Linked DNA regions of Gossypium arboreum: region 1 is linked to region 2. A link is a contact called in public Hi-C data. All regions are on one chromosome and are shown on one strand. The core of a region is the stretch at or near the end of the contact, and the rest is flanking DNA. Distances in the headings are between cores, read along the strand shown. Region 1 holds the start of LOC108460712 (4-hydroxy-tetrahydrodipicolinate synthase, chloroplastic-like). Region 2 holds the start of LOC108460684 (3-phosphoshikimate 1-carboxyvinyltransferase 2).

Region 1 (6,167 bases), core at 478-2,977, 230 kb before region 2:
AGCAGTGGCCTTCCTCCCCCCACCCCCCCCCCCCCAAAAAAAAAAAAAAGAGCAATTTCCTGGCTTTGCCCCTGAGGTCATATCCCCATATCCAATTGTTAAAAACAGGTATTTCAAGAAAAATGAAGAGTCCGGGCAGCATAGATCAGGACACGAAAATATTAACAGTCACCACAACTTTATCCCACATACCATATCATCATCATCAAGGACTAATATATCTTATGCATTCACCATGCATGGTGCATTACACAAGTACCAACACCAAACATAAGATAATATTACAAGCACGAAGAGATCCTAATTGAGTTTATGCACAGAAAGGCTCCATAAATAAAGGTTTGAATAACAGAACAATGTCAACAGCACATTCAAAGCACATATCGCTTGGACCAGCTATAAGAAAGATGATAAACAGGTACAATAACACCGCCAACAGTAACATTCCAAGAACGAACATAGGTAGAGATGCAGAGAAACTATAAGCAAATTAACAACAAATTCTTCCCAGCAAAACATCAAACCACATTCAGATAACGAAAAATTTTATTAGCTACCTATTTTTAACCTCGAAGCTACGCATAGGGAGGTGGAAATCGGGTATTATTGCTGCTTGGGGCGACCTCCATTTCACATTTCTCCTGATACAAAGCAAGCAAACAGGATGATAAGCAAATCTCTGTTACCATAAATCATTATCTCCCTAGAGATTTTCGAATTGGTAAGTATATTTTGAAACAAGGAACACTAGCGATCCAATTCAGTAAAACTATAATTACTACTAGCCTATAGTTCATTATAAAATTATATATTTAGAAGTATGTATTTATATAAACAAAAAAACAATACATATAAGTTCAAAAAACCTATTTTACATTAAACGAACTCAAATTGAGTTCTAATTTTTGTTCCCCAGGATCGATCCACATTTAACATAGGAGCAAATAAACTATGCAGATATAAAGTTCAACTAAGATATTAACCTTTGATTATCAGTAGCACCCATCAAGCACTAAATCAAACAAACCCATAATCTTTTAAACAAGTACAAAATTGAACTGTTTTACAAATAAGAAACAAGGAATAATACATGATTATAAAGTAATTAATGAATTCAACAATTACTGCAATTAAAAACAAAGGAAAAAGAACAAATATCTTATCTTAAATAGTGAGTGTTAAATTTGTTTTTTTTTTTAAAATACCTCTTGTAGTTATCGATGCGATGGGAGCGAGGAAACTGGAAGGAAGACTCTCTCAAGCAAGCTCCATAGCTCTTCAAAATAGCCATTTTTAAACCAAATGAAAACAGCAACCCAAAGTCTAGATAACGTTTGAATTTGAGTTGGATAAGGATTTTTATGCTTAGAAATTGAAAATGTGTGGAAAATGAGATAAATGGGAGGTTGATTCAATGAATGGTAATGGTGGTGATAACAGTGGTGAAGATGGTCGATCGGAGGAAGACGGCGGAGGTTACGCCACGGCGATGGCTTTGAGCCATGACTTCAGATTCCGGTGATGAGGTGAAGGGGTTGAAGGGGAAACGTAATGGAGGCTGCTAGAAATTGATGTGGGTTTTAGGGTTGGAAATGGCCGCGGCTCTGATTCGTATGCTTTTTGTAGTTTTGTGCCTAATTTCTACATGCAAATTTCGCACCATCTTTTTGACTCGTGGGGCGCAGCTACGGGTAGGGATGATAAAATCAAAAATAAAAAATTGATTCCAATTACTCCTAAGATTAGTATACTCAAATTTATATTTTTCTGTATTAATAAAAATATGATTTCAATCGAGATGATAATAATATTAATATCAATTGATTTAATATGGTAGATATTGATTCGCGTATTTTGAATATGTTTAACATCAAATTTAAGTTAATATTTAATGTCAAATTTAACTATTAAAATGATGAAATAACTTGATTGATATGATATTGATAATTTAAGTTAAAATTAATGAATAATCTAAATCATTGTTCGAGGACATGTGATGATATTATTTTATTGTACATCAATGTTGAGTTAGATCAATGAATAATCCTTACTTTCTCTCAATTCCAATCAAAATTAACCATTACAAACACTAAATTGACTAACTCAAACTAATTAATTAGAATAGATACGTGTCAAAACCCATATTCTTACATATATTGAAATTCAAATATGATATTTCAATGTTCTCAATGTCTAGATCTTATCATTGAGCTAGTAAAGACCAGTCAACTCGCTCACATAAAATTTGAATGAGCCTTATACATTTATTGTTAAAATATGCCACAAACCTTTGCATTCTTTGTGTATATAGAATTTAGTGATTGTAATTTTATTTATAAGAATTTAATCCCTTTTAATTTCAAATTCCAGGTTTAATTGTTAATATTGTTAAAATTATTTTGTTAAATTCAACATTACAACATCGTTTTTTAGTTAAATTTCTATCAAATGATTATTTTTTATTCTAAAATGTCAAATTAACGGGTTTAATAAAAAAATGTTAACAATTCAACCTGAATTTTGAAATATAAAAAACAGAAAGACTAAAATTCAGATTTATAAGCCCAAAATTTGAACAATCTTTGTTGAGCCTCATGCATTTATTAACAACTCCCTGTAATTTGGAAGGATCCAAATAAAAAATGGGCCTAAACCCAACCAAGGCCTTACTAATTGGGCTACCCAGAGGTTGTAATAGATTCATAAATAATTCAATTTTATGATGCTCAATAAGAGACTATAACCACTATTATTAAGTTATGTTAAATAAGGATCAAAATTTAAATTAATTTGAATTTACAAACAATAACTCGAATTTTTCAATCTAAATCTAAATTGATCGAGCTTGAGACCATCAAAGATCAGACTTTGAACGCTTTCCAATTTTTAAATCGAGTTTAAGGAAAATGGTAATGGTAAAGAGAAGAGGGTGGAGATAAATATAACATCTTGGAAGCTAAGTTAAAGCTATCCATTTTTGTCTTCGACCTTGACTAGGTAGCTGTTGCGGTGCGAAGGCCAATTTGTTAGCATTGCAACTTGTCACATATGTTCGAGGCTAAAAAGAGGCCAAAAGCAATTTGTCATGGGCTGACTTGCTTTAGGGGCGAAATCAAAAAAAAATTATGGGGCCAGAATTAAAGAATAAAATTCGGCAAAATGTGAATTTTTTTTATAATATTACAAAATTCAATTTTGTCATTTTTGGGAGTCAAGTCCACTGTCAAATAATTGGACTAAATTTCAAATGTGTTAAGAATGCAGGAACCAAAAGCATAGTTATACCTTTTTATTCGTGGGTTTTGGATATTTGTACCCGCAATTCTCATTCACTTACAATCACAATGACTAGGATTAGAAAAGGAGGCCCATCTAATTTGGGCCCATAATTTTTCTTTTTCATTGTTTGACCTAATAAGCTAAGATGGAGTCTCGATACTGTTGGCAAAGTAGGATGTCTTGTTATATTAATGATCAAAACTTAACTACTACCCTACGTAAATCATGTACTGATTGTTTCTATATTTATTCCGGCTTGAATCATATCACGTGTTGGTCCTTTCTATATATAGCTATTTTGATTTGGCTCGAGATATCAGTTCGATTATGTTGCTTGTAATTGCAATCAAAACTTTGAAAAGAACAAAAAAAAAAAAAAAGAAGAATTTTGTTAACCTATTTGATTAAAATCAATGGTTGGTTATGGTCTTAGTTAAGTTCAGTTGTTACTAGTTACTACAATTCATAATCAAATCAACTGACTTAACCAACTTAATATATAATATATTATAATTATATTAAATATTTTTATAATATATAAAATTAAATCAATTAACTAACTTTCTTGATCAAAGTTAAGTTAATTCAATTAAGTTAGTTAAATCTAAATCGGTCATTCAATTAATATGTAAAGTGATCGATTAAGTTGATTAAATTCGAAAAATCAATTGAATTAACCGACAATACGAAAGCATAAATTTCTATTGATATTTAAAACTCCCAACTAACGCTCAGATAACATGAGTTCAAAAAACTCATAAGTTTGTAATCAAAACTAAATTTAAGGTGGAAAGATGATAGGAAATTGACTATTTTACTAATTTAGCCTAAAATTTTTTGATATTTATAAAAATAACTCAGGTTAAAAAACAATCACCAAAATGACCTAAAATGAATAGTAGAATGGGATTTTGGAAACCTAATGGCCGGCACTACCTAGTGTTTTGGCCCCATGATTGCCTGATGATTGTGTCAGGCTTTAAAAATTTGAGTTTTTTTTTTACTTTGGGAACCTAATGGCAAGCACCAGGGTATTTTTTTTTAAAATCTTATCATAACGGTATACGAAAATACCAGTATTTAAAAAAAAATTTGTTCTGACCATGTAATGGCCGACACCAGAGATGTAAAAAAAAAATGGTGCTAGTCAGTAGATGGTTGGCACTAGGCACCTTTGTCGTGTCCCAATGCAATTTTTTTTACTTTGGTACACTGATGGCCGGCACCAGATATGTAAAAAAAATTATCTTTGGGTGCTGGCCATGTAATGAATTTAAATGATCATTTAAAAATAATGAAACATTTTTCTTCTCGTTTACCTTATGCACATAGGCTGAAATGTGGTTGTTGTCCTTTAAAATTATATTATGATTAGGATTCATGGAGTGATCGGTGGTGGTCGGCGGTGGTTGATGGTGAATGACGGTTGTCGGAGGTGTTTGGTGGTCTTTAGTCGGCGATTGTGGGTTGAAGTAGCCAATTTATAGTGGGGGACCATAGTGGGGTGAGCAAAGGCAAAATTGGAAAAAAAAATTGTGTTAAATGACATCCTATAACCGGCCATTTAAAGGCCAAATTGGCCTCGGTCAGTGATGCAGGCTTGAAACAGGCACAGGCCCTATCATTTCAACATTTTTTTTGTTTTTTGTTTCATTTCTATTTTAATTTCCATTTCATTTCATTTACATTTTATTTCATTTAAATTTAAATTTTCCATTTCAATTTATTTATTTACCATTTCAATTTTTTTATTTCAGTATTTATTTTCATTTAAATTTATAATTTATTTTCATTTAAACTTTTATTCCATTTCATAACCATTATTTCATTTCATTTCATATTCATGACAAATTACATTTCATTTCATATTCATTTTTCATTTAAAATTTCATTTTATTACTTATTTTAATTTAAATTTATTTTTTTTCTGATATACAATTTTTTTCATATTAATCACAACTAGTATCAATTCAAGTTATCTTTTTCAATGCAATTTTTTTAAATTCATTTCATTTTTTTCATATTAATTATAAGTTGTCTCAATATCGGGTCATTTAAAATTTTTCATATTTTATTTAAATTTTTGTCAATTTAAATATCATTCCATTACAAAATTTTAAATTTCATTTAAACTAAAAAAATTCTCAAAAAAATTCTCATTTCATTTAAACCAATGCAATCCCATTTCTCAGGCTGGAGCACGCTTGCCTAAAATGTCATATCACTTTTTTTTCATTTCATTTCAATTTCAATTAAATTAAATTTGAATTTTCATTTCATTTCATTTCATTTGAATTTCCATTTCATTTTATTTCCATTTCCATTTTATTTAATTTATATTTTTTCCATTTAAATTTAATTTTTTTTCTCATTTCATTTAATTTATCTATCTTCCCATTTTAATTTAAATTTTTCTCATTTCATTTATATTATTTTTAATTTAAATTTAATTTTTTCCTCATTTCATTTATATTATCTTTCTTCCCATTTTAATTTTTTTCTCATTTCATTTAAGTTTTTTTTTGTCATTTCATTTAATTTATCTATCTTCCCATTTAAATTTAATGTTTTTCTCATTCCATTTAAATTTAATTTTTTCTCTTTTCATTTAAATTATCTTTCTTTCCATTTTAATTTACATTTTTTCTTATTAATTTTCTCTCATTGTCATTTATTTCATTTTAATGTGTTTTAAAGTAAATATGTATGTGTATTAAATTATATTTAATCAAGTGTATTATTTGAATAAAGTATATCATTTATCTAATTTTTTTTATATTTTTACAATTTTTTTTCAAGAATATGAGTTCAATAATATATCATTCGTCATCTTCGAGTCCAACATTAAAAGACGATGGCCGAAAACATAGACACAATGTTCGCATTTT
Region 2 (6,067 bases), core at 1,695-4,194:
TTAAGAAAGGTAAATATTAAATTTAATCCAAATACATTTTCGGGTTCAATTTGAAAAGCAAGATTATACCATCTCTTATGGCAGTTGGACCATCAGCGTAAAGAGCAACAACAGCAAGAGTCATAGCAACGTCCGGCATTTTGTTCATGTTGACATCAATAGCACGCAAGTGTTTCCTCCCCGAGGAATTTCTTGGGGGTCCGGTGACAGTTACGCTATTCTCGGTCCAGGTGACTTTGGCACCCATCATCTCAAGAACCTCGGCAAATTTTATATCACCCTTAAATCGAAACAAAAGAACAAGCACAAGTTATATAGTGATGGAATTCGAGGTAGGCCTTAAAGGCGCCATAACAACGGGAACAATACTTCACTAAGTACCTGTAAACTACTTGTTCCACATCCTTCTACTGTGACAGTCCCACCCGTGACTGCTGCACCCGCAAGGAAGTAACTGGCACTCGAAGCATCACCTTCAACATAAGCATTTCCAGGAGACCTGAAAGATTTATAAATTTTACTACTCGTCCGAGACCATTCCAGCCATGCAAGTGAGTGCACATTTAGAAACTTACATATACTTTTGACCTCCTCGGATAAAGAATCGATCCCAGCTATCCGTGTGCTCCACGGTGACCCCAAACCTTTCCATCAACTTCATAGTCATTTCAACATATGGGATGGAAATAAGTTTATCAATTATCTCAATTTCCACATCCCCAAGAGCCAACGGAGCCGCCATGAGTAAAGCTGTCAAGTATTGACTACTAATAGACCCAGAGAGTTTCACCTGCAAAATGACCCAAAACAAAAATATATCGTGAATATAGGCAGCAACACTAGAAGCACTTGAACATAACAAAAATGATTTAAACCGTACCTTTCCCCCGGGAAGACCACCCTTTCCTTCTATACGAACAGGGGGACAATTCGTGCCAAGAATGCAATCAACATCAGCACCGAGCTGCTTAAGACCAGTAACTAAGTCCCCGATCGGCCTCTCTCTCATTCGGGGTACGCCATCAAGTACGTAGCTAAAGAGAGACATGTAACATATATCCATTAACTCGAAACCAATACACAAAACAAAGAGCATCAACATATAAGCATATATAGTTCCATGACTATGAAATTGGTAAAAGTACCATGGAGGTTCTATACTAGGAGTAGAATTGCATTTTGCCTCCTCTACTCAAAAAATAGAAAATTAATCCCTGTACGCTAGATCAAAGAGCAAACCAGTCCTTCTGTTAAATAATTTCATCCATTTTGCCTTCTAGAATATTAGTCCCTGCCACGCCAGTTTTAACAGTAAAAACAGATAAAAATTTTAACAAAAAGAACCAATTTGCTCTTTGATCTAATATATAGAGACTAATTTGCCGAATAATATGCAATCTAACTCCTAGTACAGGGGCCTCCATGATACTTTTACCCTATGAAAAGCTAATGTCAATTATAAGGAATCATTGACTATAAAACATGATTTTCTTATAGGGACAGACCTCGAATTGCCACCGGCAGCTGCAATAGCGGCAGTAAGTGGTCGCATTGCAGTTCCAGCATTCCCGAGGAAAAGCTCTATTTCTTGACCTTCACCTTTTCCGACTGGAAACTGACCACCACAACCTTCAACAATGGCTTGTTTCTTTTCACTATCATGTTTCACATACAGACCAAGTTTACCCAAAGCAACAAGCATGTGATGAACATCATCACTGTTCAACAGATTTTCAACCACAGTAGTTCCCTACATATCAAACAAAACATTAAAAACATATAAGGATATGGCATTACCAAGTTTTGAATTTAATCCCTCTCTATTACCAAAGTTGTGAATTTAATCCATGTACTTTAATTTAGTCATTTTTAGAATTAATACTTTTTAAAATTTTAAAATTTCGGTCAACTGCTAAATTTATTAAGTAATTTTCAAAACCTAATGCGACAAACATATTATCATTCGTCATATTATCATTCGTGTAATGCTATATCAATTTGTTATTTTACATGTTACTCAAGTATTAACCAATGTGGAAACTTCAAATTTCAAAAGCATAAGGAGCTATAATGATCCAATGCTAGAAAATTATTTTAAGGAAACCAGAAATGAATAAAAAATTTGAGGACCAAAGTAAAATTTTACCATTACACTAACTTAAAAAAAGGAGCTATATGGGAAATTTTCATTTTGCCCCCTCCCTTAGAGAACATGTGCTAGTAATTGAATATAACCAAAAGGATTTAAATTATATAAATTAAAATTAAAAAATTCGAATGAAATTAAAGGACTAAATCCATAACTTTCGCAAAGTAGAAGGACAAATACCAAAATTTAACCAATGAAAATCAACATACCTCAGATAAAGCAGCTAAGAGCAGGATCCGATTAGACAATGATTTAGACCCAGGTAACTTAACAGTACCCGAAATTTCATTAATTGGTTGAAGCACAATCTCTGAAGCTCTAGATGGTTTCTCAGCTGTTGCTGTTGAAGCAGAAACCTTCAAAGACCGAGCCTTTATTGACCCAAATTTCCCATTGTTCTTCACAACCAAACCCCAAGAACTTGTCTTTCCATTGAGATTTGATTTGAATGAAACAAAAGGAACATGTTTGGGATTCTGGGTTTTTGAAACATTGGGAAGAACACATGTTTTTTGTGTTCCATTGTCGATTTTGCCAACCTGCGTTGCCATCTCTGTCTCAAACACTCACTTTTCTCTTAGAAACAAAGTTTTTAACTTTATTTCTTTAAATTGAGATTTGATGGAGTTTTTGGGATTAAAAAAGGAAGCTTTTTTGGTGATGGTGGTTGTTGGATTGAATTGAGTGGAAGAAGGGTTTTTTTCACCAACAACCAAAATCTAAAGGCTAGGAGAAAATGGGGTTGGTGTGGGAATTAGCTTTACCAAACCCCCTCAATTTTAATTCTTGTCTTAATGGGTCCACACTACAGGTACTATTGATATAAACCCAATTTTATTTTGGATTCATTTTAGATTTGCAATTATTTTAATATAAAATTATGATTTATTTTAATTTTAATTTTTCGACATTTTTTAGAGATTGAGATTTGGATGGATGGATGGATGGATGGATGGGTGGGTGGGTGGCTGGGTAGGTAGGTAGATATAGGAGTTGTTTAATTTTTAAAGCGTGCAAATAACAGAAGCTTGCTTCATTATGCTGCTACTGCTAAAAGTACCTTGTCTTTTATATTAGAATAGACTTTCTATTTTATTTCTTTTTAACTCGAAAAATAATTAAATTGGCCTTCATATAAATTGAATTTTGATAAAAAATTCTATTATTAAAATTGATATAACTAACAAAATAATTAAACAATTGCATTTGACATATCACGTGTACTATATTTTAATGTACAAAGATTAATTTTTAACAATAAAATTAGATGAACTTTTTAATAGAAAGACCAGTTTGCTCTTTGATCTAACGTACAAAGACTAATTTACCTATTTTTTATGTAGATGGAGCAAAATGCAATCTGAATCTTAATATAAAGACCTTCTTGATACTTTTATAGTCACATAATCAATATAATTACTTAATTTAATGTAAATTTGAACCTTGAAAAAGATATTGTTAGTGGTGAACTTGATAATTAAATCAACTTTAGTGTCTATTATTTTTAATCAACTTCGATTCTTGAACTTGATAGTTAAGTCCATTTTAACTTGACAAATATAAAAACTTGATGTCATGACAAAATCTTAGAGTGCTACAATGTCAAAACTTAGTTGACAAGTTCCTAAATATCAAATTTGAACTAATTGTGAAACTCAGCGCCTAAAAGTAATATTAACCCTTTTTTTAAAAGCAAGATTATCAACTCTTTCTTACGTATAAGCATTTAAAGCAGCAAGAAGTGATACAAAAACTATGGGAAAATAGTTCAAAGAGGAATTACAAATTCATAAACATATAAAATCACAAAGCAACATAAGAAATTTGGATGATTCCTTTTATTATTAAAAACAAAAAAAGTCACAAAAGGCACCTAATAATGCCTAGCAAAGTTCCTTTGCTGCTGCAACAACAGCCTCTGGTGTTAAACCGAATTCTTTGTATAATCTACCAGCTGGTGCACTTGCCCCGAACCGATCGATTCCGATTGCCTTCCCTTTCGATCCCACAATCTTTTCCCACCCAAAAGTTGATCCCGCCTCAATACTTACCCTAGCTGATACACCAGATGGTAAAACACTTTCTTTGTAGGCGTCTGATTGATTATCGAAGAGTTCCCAAGAAACAAGGGAGACGACCCGAACAGCTTTTCCAGCCTTCCTTAGTTCATCGGCAGCTTTAGCGGCAATTTCCAGCTCAGAGCCAGTTCCGATCAGGATTATGTCAGGGTTGTTTCCTGAAGAATTGTCTGATATTATGTAGCCACCTTTTTCGACCCCCTTGATGGAAGTTCCGGGTAGTTGGGTTAGTTTTTGTCGAGAGAGTGCGATAATGGAGGGAGTGTTCCTGTTGAGGATAGCAACTTTGTATGCACCGGCAGTTTCGTTTCCATCAGCTGGACGAAGCATGAAAACATTAGGCATTGCACGGAGGCTAGCTAAGTGCTCGATTGGTTGGTGGGTTGGTCCGTCTTCCCCGAGACCAATGGAATCATGGGTCATAACGTAAATAACTCCCGCTTGACTCAATGCAGACATCCTAATAGCAGCTCTCATGTAGTCAGTGAAAACGAAGAAAGTAGCACAGTACGGAATAAGTCCGGGGCTGTGATGTGCAATGCCATTGCAGATGGCTCCCATTCCGTGTTCTCTAACACCGAACCTAAGATTACGTTCCTCAGGGGTGTCTTTCTGGAAATTACCATACATTTTGAGCAAGGTCATGTTGGAAGAAGCAAGGTCTGCACTTCCACCAAAAAAACCAGGGAGTACTTTTACGAGAGCATTGAGATTTTGTTGAGAGAGGTTTCTGGTAGCATCAGCGGGGCTCTCCGGAGTATATGTCTGGAAATTCGCAAACAGAAAAAAGCTCATTTTTTATACGAAGAAAGATTTGTCTAAGAATTCAAGTGTTCGACTAAATTTAGTCGGGACTCAGGACTTGGGACAATAAGAGGGGTACTCACTGGAAGTGCCTTCTCCCATCCGGCCGGTAGTTCAGCGGTGATGATTAATTTGAGCTCTGCAGCTTCATCTTTGTATTTCTTCTCGTATTCAGCAAACTTTGCATTCCATTCTGCTTCAAGGGCAGCTCCCTGTTGGACAAGGCGACTCCAATGCCTGCAAATATGGTAAGAAAGTTTCGAACACCAAACAAGAAAACATAATCAAATGCATATATTGAAACCTCTACAAATCTCCTTACCCTTTAACATCTTCGGGTACATGGAATGGCTCGTGTGGCCACACAAGGTTTTTCCTAGTAGCATCCACTTCCTTGGCACCCAATGCACTACCGTGAACGCTGTACGAGTTTGCCTTGTTTGGAGATCCATAACCAATAGTGGTTGTCACCTGCAAAGAACAAGAGGAAGACAGTTTTTACGAGCCTAATTCCAACTATGAACTCAACAAGCATCTAGATAATATCTGACCTTGATCAAAGTGGGCTTGTCTTTGACAGCCTTTGCTTCCTTAATAGCAGCACGAATCTCATCGTAACCAGTATTCCCATTCTTGACCCAAATAACATGCCACCCAAGCCCCTTAAAACGTTCCTCGACATTCTCAGTAAAGGCAATTTCAGTGTCACCATCGATCGAAATGTGATTATCATCGTAGAAAGCTATAAGCTTTCCAAGTCCCCAGTGTCCGGCAAGCGAACAAGCTTCGTTCGCAACACCCTCCATTTGACAACCATCACCTAAAATAGCATACCTACAAAAACAAAGATCAATTTATTATATATCATAACACAAGGAACCGAAAAAACTCGAGAAGTAATCATACGTGTAGTGATCAACAATCTCATTGTCAGGCTTGTTGAACCTAGCAGCTAGGTGCTTCTCGGCTAGAGCCAATCCGACAGCATTTGCAATACCTTGACCAAGAGGACCTGTATGTAAAATAAAATATACCA

The links. Hi-C and Micro-C count contacts between places; a contact is called where the count stands out from the background.
Region 1: a Hi-C map of leaf shows a contact between it and region 2, with 4 times the contacts expected there. The contact joins the promoter of LOC108460712 here to the promoter of LOC108460684 in region 2. A contact is called at or near these places in 2 of 5 Hi-C or Micro-C datasets (both in leaf).

What each region holds. Positions count from the first base shown.
Region 1 is chr12:88,428,442-88,434,608 of ASM2569848v2, reverse strand. LOC108460712 (4-hydroxy-tetrahydrodipicolinate synthase, chloroplastic-like) reads right to left here and starts at 1,727. Exons shown (of 3, transcript XM_017760317.2): 1 at 1,206-1,727; 2 at 558-641. The coding sequence starts at 1,291.
Region 2 is chr12:88,197,369-88,203,435 of ASM2569848v2, reverse strand. It overlaps LOC108460684 (3-phosphoshikimate 1-carboxyvinyltransferase 2), which reads right to left and starts at 2,944. Exons shown (of 8, transcript XM_017760272.2): 1 at 2,359-2,944; 2 at 1,506-1,750; 3 at 881-1,034; 4 at 576-790; 5 at 382-499; 6 at 70-280. The coding sequence starts at 2,700. It overlaps LOC108460654 (transketolase, chloroplastic-like), which reads right to left. Exons shown (of 7, transcript XM_017760232.2): 3 at 5,938-6,043; 4 at 5,583-5,865; 5 at 5,354-5,502; 6 at 5,115-5,268; 7 at 3,966-4,992. The coding sequence ends at 4,033.